Linked DNA regions of Mus musculus: regions 1 and 2 are each linked to region 3. The links are chromatin contacts, called in public HiChIP or PLAC-seq maps. All regions are on one chromosome and are shown on one strand. The core of a region is the stretch at or near the end of the contact, and the rest is flanking DNA. Distances in the headings are between cores, read along the strand shown. Region 1 holds the start of Ssh2 (slingshot protein phosphatase 2). Region 2 overlaps Tmigd1 (transmembrane and immunoglobulin domain containing 1). Region 3 has its middle 4.9 kb from the start of Myo18a.

Region 1 (3,354 bases), core at 347-2,846, 560 kb after region 3:
AAGCTTTAGAAAGTCCAGCAAGCCCCCCCCCCCATGCAAGGATTCTTTATATCACCTGTCTGGCCAAAGCTCCCCTGGCTTCTGCTTGATACAATGTGTGCTATTTTGCAAAACAGTGCACTTGATTTTTACAAACGTCTTCCCTAAACTAATGGAAATGTGCCTCTTTAAACTTCTACCCACAGATTTCAGTTTTGTATCCTGTACCATCACAAGGTGAATAGAGTAATTTCTTGAATTAGGGTAGTCATACAAAAACACACAAGAAAACTCACAAAGGAAGAAACTACCACAATATGCAACAAAATTTTGAAATTCAGGAAACTATATTGAAATCACAAGGCAACATGCTTTCAAGATATCAAACTCCTATCTCAGTTAACAAATATTAATGACCCAACTTTCTTTCATACAGTGGAAAGTCATGGTGTTCACTGAATGCCTCTTTGCAACTTGACACTACTAAATCTAATGTTAAAACTACAATTCTATATGAAATAGTTCTTCAATTGCTCATATTTTCATCTAGATGCCTGTTTTTTTTTTAAGACCCATTTTACCACACTGGTGCAATGCTAACACATGCTAGCAGGTATTCACAAATATGAAGCCCGAGACTAGAGCTATAAAGGAGTCATGGTGGAGGTGAAGGCATAGAAAAGCCCAGCAGAAAAAAAAATGCTAATTGATGAGTGTTTTCCTTCTGGAAACATGCTTTAGCGACACAGCATTTGAAGTCATGAACCATCCAAGCACAACCCATGAGCAAGAACGATCATGAGCAATGAGTGGAAGGCATAAATGTCTATAAGATGGAAATGAATTGGCACTGGTTATCAAGCAGCACCAGAAGCTTTGGGTTCTCACTGAGAAAGGTAGAAGTCCAAGAAGCAGAGATCACTGCCATCTTTTAAGGGTGGGAAGAAACCAGGGAGTAACTACCACCGAGCAGTCCAATGAAGCCTAAACTGTACGGAGCACAAGAGAGATGCCAGGGACTAGAGAAAGGCACACACAGGGCGAGACGGAAGAAGGATGCGCAGTGCACTGACTGGGTCCCTGAAACGGTGTGCGTAAAGGATATGGGTGTGGGTCGGGGGTAACCTAGGAGCCCACCCTTCCTCTCCCTGCAACAGAGCAACAGAGGGTAAAAGAAGGGGGGAGGGTGAAAAGCAAGAATGACTCATAGCCGAAAGGAAGTGCTCAAGCCATGGGAAGCATGCTACGGGAGATTTCTGAGCCAGCGCTGTGAGGGACTGGGTGCTCCGGGTGATGGAGGTTGGGGAAAAAACAAACAAACAAACAAACAAACAAACAAAAAACCCCAACGTCTGGCAGTCGCTGCTGCTCGCCGGTAAGATGAGGGTGTGGGGGGTTCGCAGCAGCCTGAGTGCCAAGGCCTGGGAAGAGGCGCGGCGCGTGCGCAGTGGCGTTCGGCGGGACCCGCTGAGGCAAAGCGGAGCCGCAGTGACAGAAGCTGGGAGCTGCCGCCTGGAGGGACTCACCGAGGCGCAAGGGCTGGAGGTGGTGCTGGGGGTAGGCGACCGCTGGACCGTGACCAAAGCCATCTAGGTGCTGCTGGGTTGTTCCGGGCAGGGCATTCTCGTCCTGAGTGTGGGGGGCGGGAGGGTGACGGAGCCGGGATGGGGGACGATGGGTGAGGCGTAGGGACGAGGGAAACGGAGAGGGAGATGAAGCCGCGGGAACGGCCTCGGGCTCCGCACCCACCACCGGACTCTCTCGCCTACTGACGCGCCGAACGGGCGGCGGGCGGGCAGGCGGGCGGTTCGGCAGCTGCGGGGCACAATGAGCGCTCCCAGTGCGCAGGCGCCACCTGTCAGCAACCGCCTCTCCCCTCGGCGCGCGCCGCCGCGGCGGCGTAACCCTTAAGTTGCCGGAAGCGGGCGGGCAGGCTGCGTGCGCCGCGCCTCGGGCCGCCGTCCCCTCCCGGGTCAGCTCTCGAGCCCTACTGCTGCCCCTGCGGCTCTGTCTGTCCCCGCTGCGCGGCGTGGGGCGAGCTGGCCAAGGAGCCCTGGAAGGCAGCCAGCCAACCGAGGGTCCTGATCTGGGGGTGGGGGTCGGTGGGAGAGCCGCTAATCCTCACTCCAGAAAGACAACCATTTTATGAGTGGGGCGCGCAACCTTAGAGAAAAACTGAGGCGAAAATCCTGAGGCGAACACGTTTTCTAGTGGAAAAGGGCTCCGCAGGTGCTATAGACGCTTTCTCTGGGCTAGACCCGGGAGACCAGCCCTCCTGCTTGGACCTGGCCCTCAAGAGGGCTCCGTCTTAATGAGCTTCCCCACCCTCCTCATCATAAAGGGCCTCAGGGTTAACGACCAGACTTTTCCTAAGAAAGATTTTTCCCCCCGGTGGTAAACACTGGAAACTTCGTAGTAGCCTCAGGCTTCCTTCCTCTACAACCTGCCTAAAGTCAGTCACTGTACCTGAGATGCTGAGGGAAGGGGCGGGCACAGAGAGCTGGACCCTGAGTTGGAAAGCTCCAACCTGCTATTTTTTTTTTAAAACCTCTCAATTGCTTCCTACTGTGAAGATCTCCACTAAACAAAGATCTTTTGATCATTGAGCTTTTTTTCTTTCCCCCATAAATTTGACTATTTCATAAATGCAAGTGAAAATGTAGAATTAAAATATTTTAAAGGAAGACATTTCTAAATGGTAAACTGCCAACATCAACCAAGCATGTAATGGAAAAATCAAGACTAAAAAGAAAAGGAAAAGTCACGCAGTGCAACCCGTTGATATATTTACACAGAGATAGTTGAGGGGATGAACTGGTAAATACCACCATCCATATCAAAGCTGTAGAAAACACTCACTTATGGACTCCAGTTTCTAAAGCCCACCTCTTTCTGTTTGTCACTCAAACAATCTTGGATCTCATTGCTCCTTTTAAACTGATAGGGCTGTCATAAGCTCTTTCTGGTTGCTGTGTGGTTAAGTGACACAAGAACCCTCTATGCTGAGTCTTTGTTCTCTCCCTGGGGCCCTGTGGTTGAAGTAATTAGCAGGGAGGTTCCATCAAGAGTCACTGAGGGTCCCTGTACTGTGCCAGTCCTCTGTAGAGTGTAGTGCAGAAAAACCAGTTGGTAGGCTTTTGCCCCCTGGTGGTGATCAAGACTGCCTATGAGATGAGAATTGAAGAACTGTGGTTCACAGATGAGAAACAACGTTATCCCCAGAGCTCCAGAGTGAACAGGAAAGAGAAGGCAAGGTTCAGAAGTAAGAACTTTGAACCAAGACTTAAGAGACTAAACAAAAAACTATGTAGAGAGCCAAGATGAGAGCTAAATGTCCCCAAATAAATGTATTTATAAACCGAAAGAGAAGTATTG
Region 2 (3,131 bases), core at 359-2,858, 860 kb after region 3:
TCCAATGACAGCTGAAGATAACTACAGAGTGCTCATATAAATAAAATAAATAAATCTTTTTTTAAAAAAAGATAGATTACTATATACTATAAGTAGAATTTGCTTGATTGATCCTCAGCACTGGAAAGAACGAGGGGTGGGGGAGGGCTGGAGAGGTGGCTTAGCAGTTAAAGACACAAACTGCTCTGCTCTTGCTGAGGACCTAAGTTCAGTTTCCAGGACCTATGTCAGGTGGCTCATAACTGTCTAAAACTCCAGCTGCAAGGGAATGCTACACCCTTATCTGGAATCCATGGGCACTCCACTTACTTGTACACACACACGTACACACACACACACACACACACACACACACACACACACACACGTAATTAAAAAATTTTTTAAATTAAAAGAATGAAGTTCAAAAGGAGGAAACATAATAATGACAGGTGTCCTCGTTGATGGAAAGGCTGAGAAAGGAGTGACCATTACTGTCCTTTTCCACTGGAACTTGATCTCAAGTCAATCTGCAATTCTCAAGGAATTGTTTTATGTCCAAGTGTCAGGGGCGCAGGAACGGGGGCTGCTTCTGAGGCCAGGGATTTCATGTCCAGAGCAGGCTCATATCCATTGTACCAGGAGGCCTCGTATTACTACTGACTGTTTTCTCTGCAGTGAAAGGCAATGTCTCTGACTGCAGCGTCCGTTTATGATGCTGCTGTGCATGTGCATGCAGTGGTCTTTGTGCCAGTGTACAAGGCCACTGAATTATATGGGTGAAGAAACGCTCTCCTGATGACCTGCAATTCTCAAGGAATTGCTTTATGTTCTAGAACATAGCATGATTCATAATTTTGCTAGGTGGGGCAAAGGCATTAACTTTCAGTCCTTGTCAGCTCTTTCCTACATTTACCTAAAGCATGTGGGAATCGGAATTGTCAAAATAATGTAAATACTCTAAAGCTCTCCCAATCCAGCCTCCTTGTTTTCCAAATGCCCAGAGTGGGGGAAGGGGAGGAGAAAGGGTTGCCCTAGACAGCGCAGTCAAGACCAGAACTACCTCACTCTGTTGTTGCCCTATTTTGTTTTTATACATTCTAGGCTTCTACTTAATGGTCTAAGCATCCGATTTATCCATAGTCATACGTTGTCCTTGTAGCGTCTCATCAGGGCTTCCAGATTCTGCTTGGAGAAATCCTGTGTGAAGCCAGATCATTCTCCACCCCGCCCCCAGCCCCCTCTCCCACTCCCCTTTCTAGCATATTTATTGCATTAGACACATTCTGAAGAGGGGAGAGGCGGAGTCTCTTGTGTAGGATGTAAAGCACACCATATTTAATTCCAAATATTTCAAAACACCAAGAAACAAACCAGAAAAGAAATTTCTTTCAAGTTAGAGGTGGATTGTTGGAGAGATCCTAAAGATGTTTCTGGGCAGTGCTGCCTCTTGCTGGATTTATCTCAGTTGTAGGAGAGAGAGAAGCATAAATTCTTATGGGGGAAAAAAAAAAAAAAAAAAAAAACACCAGGAAGGAAAGACTGGAAGTGGAGGGCGTCATCTCTGAACAGTAAGTGCGCTGCAGTTTGAGGTTGATACTATGGCTTGAGTACATGCTGACTCATCAGGCACACGGATAGAGCTATGCAAATGACTCCGGATGCTGAGGGAGGCACCGTCCAGCTATCCAGCCCCAGTCCGTGCCCTTTGCACACACGCTCCGCACCACACATCAGCTTTATGACAGTGTCAGCTGTGTGGAGATAAGAAAAACGAGGACATATGCTAAAATCTTCATGGTACAAAATTTATTCCACTTGAAGGAATGTCTTACATTCTGAGATTAGGTGTTCCCTCCTTTAGTCCCAAAACATTAATGAGATGACACTGAACACAAGAGACAGTTTGCATCTTTATTGGCTCCCTGGCATCTTAGAAACATCATTGTTCTATATTGGTCTCTGCTTCGAGTCTCACCTACTGCACTGATTTAGAGCATCCAAATGTCAGTTAATCTCCCATGTAGAAAACTATAAATCAAATAGTAAGTGGTTACCGATCTACTAGGAATATATTGAAAAATAATTAACATACTTCAGGAGTGACCTTACCAAAATCTTTCTATTCTGAACCCTTGCCCATTACACAGATCCATAAGTAGATCAAATTGGTCATAACAACTGTTTAGTAATTAACTAAATACTTCTTCACAACCTCTGACAATTTGACAGGAGTGAATTTAAAAATGGCAATAAATACAGACGACATTATACAAATCGAGATGGTCTTGATGCAAAACTCTTCCCGTGTTAGGTGGCAGCTCCGCTTTTTTTGTTTGTTTGTTTTATCTGAAATGAATCAAGAAATTAATTCAAATAATGATTGTAGCAATAAGAAGAAATTCAACACAAAATCCATTCTCTACAGCAGTAGGCCTCTGTTTGCTCTACAGGACCTACTTGCCATGCGCTGGCTAAAGGAACGCTGCGCAGAGGAAGCAGCATACAGGATGCAGGGCTTGCTGTGGGAACATGGTACAGCCTTGGCTCCTACCAGGACAAGCTCCCTCAGTCACTTGTGTGGCAATGCAGTTGTGCAAGCCCTGGCTAAACCTGCTTAGAGAATAGGCAGAAAGCCCCAAGGTGTTCCCTGCTCTGAGCAACCTTCCCGACTCTTCCTCTAAAGTGGAGGCGGGTTTCTCTCCACTCTGTGTTCTCCTCTGAACCCCTCTCCAGGGCCTCCCATCTCTGAAGGGGATTGCCTGGGATGGGCATTCTCTGTGGCTCATTGCTTAAGGAACTGATCCTCCCACCCCCACCCTCACCCCCAAACCCCCAGGCCCCACCCCCTACTGCCATCTCTGCCAGAGAGCACTTACAGAGCTGTTTCTGAATTCGGGTCATTCTTTTTCCCACAGAGCTAAAAGGCAAGCACAGGGTACATGTGAATTTACCTCCTTTTCCAAGGTCAGGAGTGAGCATTTTGAATGCATCAGCGTGGCTTTGGGTGCTGTGGAGCTAGAGTGCAGCCTTCTGTGTGGGCTCAGCTCATTTTCTTTGATTGTGTGGATAGATCTTTATTGAACTTTGAGAAGCTATAAGTCTTAATCAGGATGTTTCTAGGGCTCACAGGTCATATATACAATAGATAG
Region 3 (3,020 bases), core at 102-2,601:
AACACCAATGACCATAAAAATTTTTTAAATTAACTAATTTTTTGAAAAAAAGAAAGAAATCTGGTTAGGTCAACTAGCTCTTTATATCTAGTGTAGCAAGAACCCGGTTCCCTCTCTGAGATCAGTTTCTGTATGTGTGCATATGGAAATCAGAGGTCAGCCTCAGGCAGGGTCTTTCACTAGCCTGAAGCTCATAGAATAGGCTATGATGTCGGACCACTGAATCCCAGGGATCCACCTGGGATCTTTGCTTCCCCAGCTCTGGGATTATAGCTGGTACCACCACCACCACCACCACCACCACCACCACCACCACCACCACCACCACCTCTTGCTTGTTTTTTGTTTCTTTTAGACAGGGGGTTCTCTGTGGAGCTCCGGGTGTCCTGGAACTCAATCTGTAAACCAGGCTGGCCTCGAACTCAGAGATCCTTCTGCCTCTGCCTCCTGAGTGCTGGCATTAAAGGTGTGCTCCACCACACAAATGCTGGCTTGTTTGCTTGTTTGTTTTTTTAGCTTGAGTCATGGGGAACAAACTCAGGTCCAACTTTACCAACTAAGCTATCTCTCCATCTCCTCTAGCCTCAGTTCCTCCTAGGTGAAACTAAAATTTGTGCTTCTAAATGTTCCAATGAACAGTCCCTGGAAGCTGGAAGACAGGAAGCATAAACCCCTACTAAGCACCTGGTCAGCCGCATCTAGACTCAGTGAGACCCCGTGAGTGGAGAGAGAGTGCTGGACCGGCTCTGCTCTCTAAGGGGAATGTCTCCTCCCAAGTGCGGCTGGGAATAAGGCACAGACAGATCCAGCCTATCCAGGCCGTGGCATCTTTGGCTGGTCACTACCCACACTGCACTAAAGGCATAGATAGTCAAGATGAATAGAAAATGAAGACAAATGGAGACTTAGGAGGAGACAAACACCGGGATCTTAGCCCCTGGCCAACTCCGGAAAACCCTACTGTCTGCCATGCTGTCTTTACCCAATGTTGGCTTGGCTGTAGGTTCAGCACCAGAGCACCATCAATGAGCACAAACAGTCTGAGGATTCTAGGATCTCTGAGCTGCAAAGGTCCCTTAAAAGTAATTTTCCATAAACCCCTCTTCTCGGCATAAGCCTGTCCCTCACTGTCACTGCAACAGGCAGGACCAAAACAGCACCACAGGGGACAGCTCTGACTAAAACTGTTAAGGATCTTGTATCTAGGCCTGGGTTTGCCACAGGTCTCCAGGGGACCTTGAGCCTGTCACTTTGCTCAAGGTTGAACTAAATGATCTAGACCTCCTCCAGCTCTGAAATTCCAACAGTCCAACTCTCCTGTGGACACAAGTTAACTATTAACTTTCTGTCAAAGATGTCTCTCATCACAAGCCTGGGGCTTCGGAGGCTGCGCTGTGAGTCACTTACCACCCTTGTCCTGCTACCATTATCTCCACAGCTCACAAAGCAGCCTTCCCCTACTGCCAGCCCCATGTGGCCAGGCCTGGCTGCAGATCCGATCTCTGCTGAGCTGAGCGTCTACCACTACCTGGTTGCCTGCACCCTCCCTCTCCGGAACCAGTTTTGTGGTTCAGCTGCAGCTGCCTCTGATGCTGAACTCATTCGGCTGTGCTGAGTTTACTACAGAGCTGAGTTCCATACCCTTCTTAGATTCCTTGGACTTGCCAGTGGCTCCTGTCCTCAGATGAAAGGCTCCAGCAGCTGAGACCACCACCTCCCAGAACCTCAGGCTAGGCTGCAGTTCTCCTGCCCTGCCCCTTACTCTCCTGCCCTCTCCCTTCCTTCCAGGGACTTTAGCCTTGTAATCATTCTGACTTCTTTCCCTGACTCCCCTGACCAGGAAGCTTTTCCTAATTTTGAGTGGAGGAAAGGTAAGTGTGTATGTAAGTTACTCTGACCCAGTCGTCTTAAGTACAATCAGCCGCTTTATCATTTTAGGACAGACAGAAGACAAGGACCACTCAGTGCAAATGTGCAGCCACATTCATAAAACAGAGTGCTACTCATAGAACAAGAATGATCTCGGCCGGGCGTGGTGGCGCACGCCTTTAATCCCAGCACTCAGGAGGCAGAGGCAGAGGCAGGCGGATTTCTAAGTTCGAGGCCAGCCTGGTCTACAGAGTGAGTTCCAGGACAGCCAGGGCTACACAGAGAAACCCTGTCTCAAAAAACAAACAAACAAACAAAAAAACCAAAAAAAGAATGATCTCAAAAGCATTTGAAATGAGAAAGAAGCCATTGAAAAAAAACACACATTAATATCATTTCTTCTTCTTCTTCTTCTTCTTCTTCTTCTTCTTCTTCTTCTTTTTTAATTTTTCCTTTTTCAAGTTAGGGTCTCATAACCAGGCTGGACTTGAACTCACTATGTAGCAGAGGATGATGGCTCTGATCCACCTGAGTGCTGGGATTATAGGCATTTACCACTATACCTGGTTATATGATTCTACTTATTGCAGGCAAAACTAATCTATGGTGAGAAAAGCCAGAGCAATGGATATCCCTGGGGACTAACGGTCAGGAATGTGTGAGAAAGGGCATGAAGGGACTTTCTGAGTTCCAGAACAGCCAGAGCTAAACAGTGAGACCCTGTCTCAAAAAAACAAAAACAAGAACAAAAACCCCAAACAACTGTAAACAAGTGCCAAATTCTAGCTAGTAACTATAAGCTACAGGACCGAGTGGAGCATGCTGAGCCCTTTAAGTTTCCTTGGGCATTGGGACATGTCAACCTTCTTATATAATTTCATAGATGGACAAGGGGTAAAAATGTGACAAACAGGGGCTGGAGAGATGACTCAGTGGTTAAGAGCTCTAATTGCCCTTCTGAAGGTCCTAAGTTCAAATCCCAGCAACCACATGGTGGCTCACAACCATCTATAAAGGGATCTGATTCGGTCTTCTGCTGTGTCTGGAGACAGTGATTTTACCCACATATATAAAATAAGTATGGTCGAAGTGAGTGGGGCTGGAGCTATTGGGGCAAAAAAAAAAAAAAAAAAAAAAAGAAGAAGAATGTG

Evidence for each region. HiChIP or PLAC-seq counts read pairs in DNA pulled down with a chosen protein or histone mark.
Region 1: a contact with region 3 is called in an H3K27ac HiChIP or PLAC-seq map of extraembryonic endoderm stem cells, with 5 times the contacts expected there. The contact joins the promoter of Ssh2 here to the enhancer-like site in region 3. A contact is called at or near these places in 6 of 39 promoter capture datasets (the HPC-7 cell line, hippocampal neurons, liver and 3 more), 1 of 15 datasets of contacts at CTCF or cohesin (the NIH/3T3 cell line), 2 of 484 Hi-C or Micro-C datasets (both in embryonic stem cells), 3 of 115 datasets of contacts at active chromatin or transcription factors (extraembryonic endoderm stem cells, large pre-B cells and pancreatic cancer cells) and 1 of 9 other capture datasets (adipose tissue).
Region 2: a FOXA1 HiChIP or PLAC-seq map of pancreatic cancer cells shows a contact between it and region 3. The contact joins two enhancer-like sites. A contact is called at or near these places in 1 of 39 promoter capture datasets (cranial neural crest), 2 of 115 datasets of contacts at active chromatin or transcription factors (astrocytes and pancreatic cancer cells) and 1 of 9 other capture datasets (embryonic stem cells).

Annotation. Positions count from the first base shown.
Region 1 is chr11:77,214,667-77,218,020 of GRCm38.p6, reverse strand. It overlaps Ssh2 (slingshot protein phosphatase 2), which reads right to left and starts at 1,596. Exons shown (of 15, transcript NM_177710.4): 1 at 1,506-1,596. The coding sequence starts at 1,568. It also overlaps a transcript of Efcab5 not described here.
Region 2 is chr11:76,915,223-76,918,353 of GRCm38.p6, reverse strand. Tmigd1 (transmembrane and immunoglobulin domain containing 1) reads right to left here. Exons shown (of 7, transcript NM_025655.3): 6 at 2,859-2,899; 7 at 1,767-2,328. The coding sequence ends at 2,325. Among named protein-coding and RNA genes, the nearest start is that of Tmigd1, 15 kb to the right of the region's middle. Within about 2 kb of position 1,608, at least 65 of the 459 cell types and tissues checked have an H3K27ac peak or open chromatin away from gene starts, as enhancers often do. A contact at or near this core is called in pancreatic cancer cells, where this site is marked.
Region 3 is chr11:77,770,847-77,773,866 of GRCm38.p6, reverse strand. It overlaps a transcript of Myo18a not described here. Among named protein-coding and RNA genes, the nearest start is that of Myo18a, 4.9 kb to the left of the region's middle. Within about 2 kb of position 1,351, at least 64 of the 459 cell types and tissues checked have an H3K27ac peak or open chromatin away from gene starts, as enhancers often do. A contact at or near this core is called in extraembryonic endoderm stem cells, liver and pancreatic cancer cells, where this site is marked.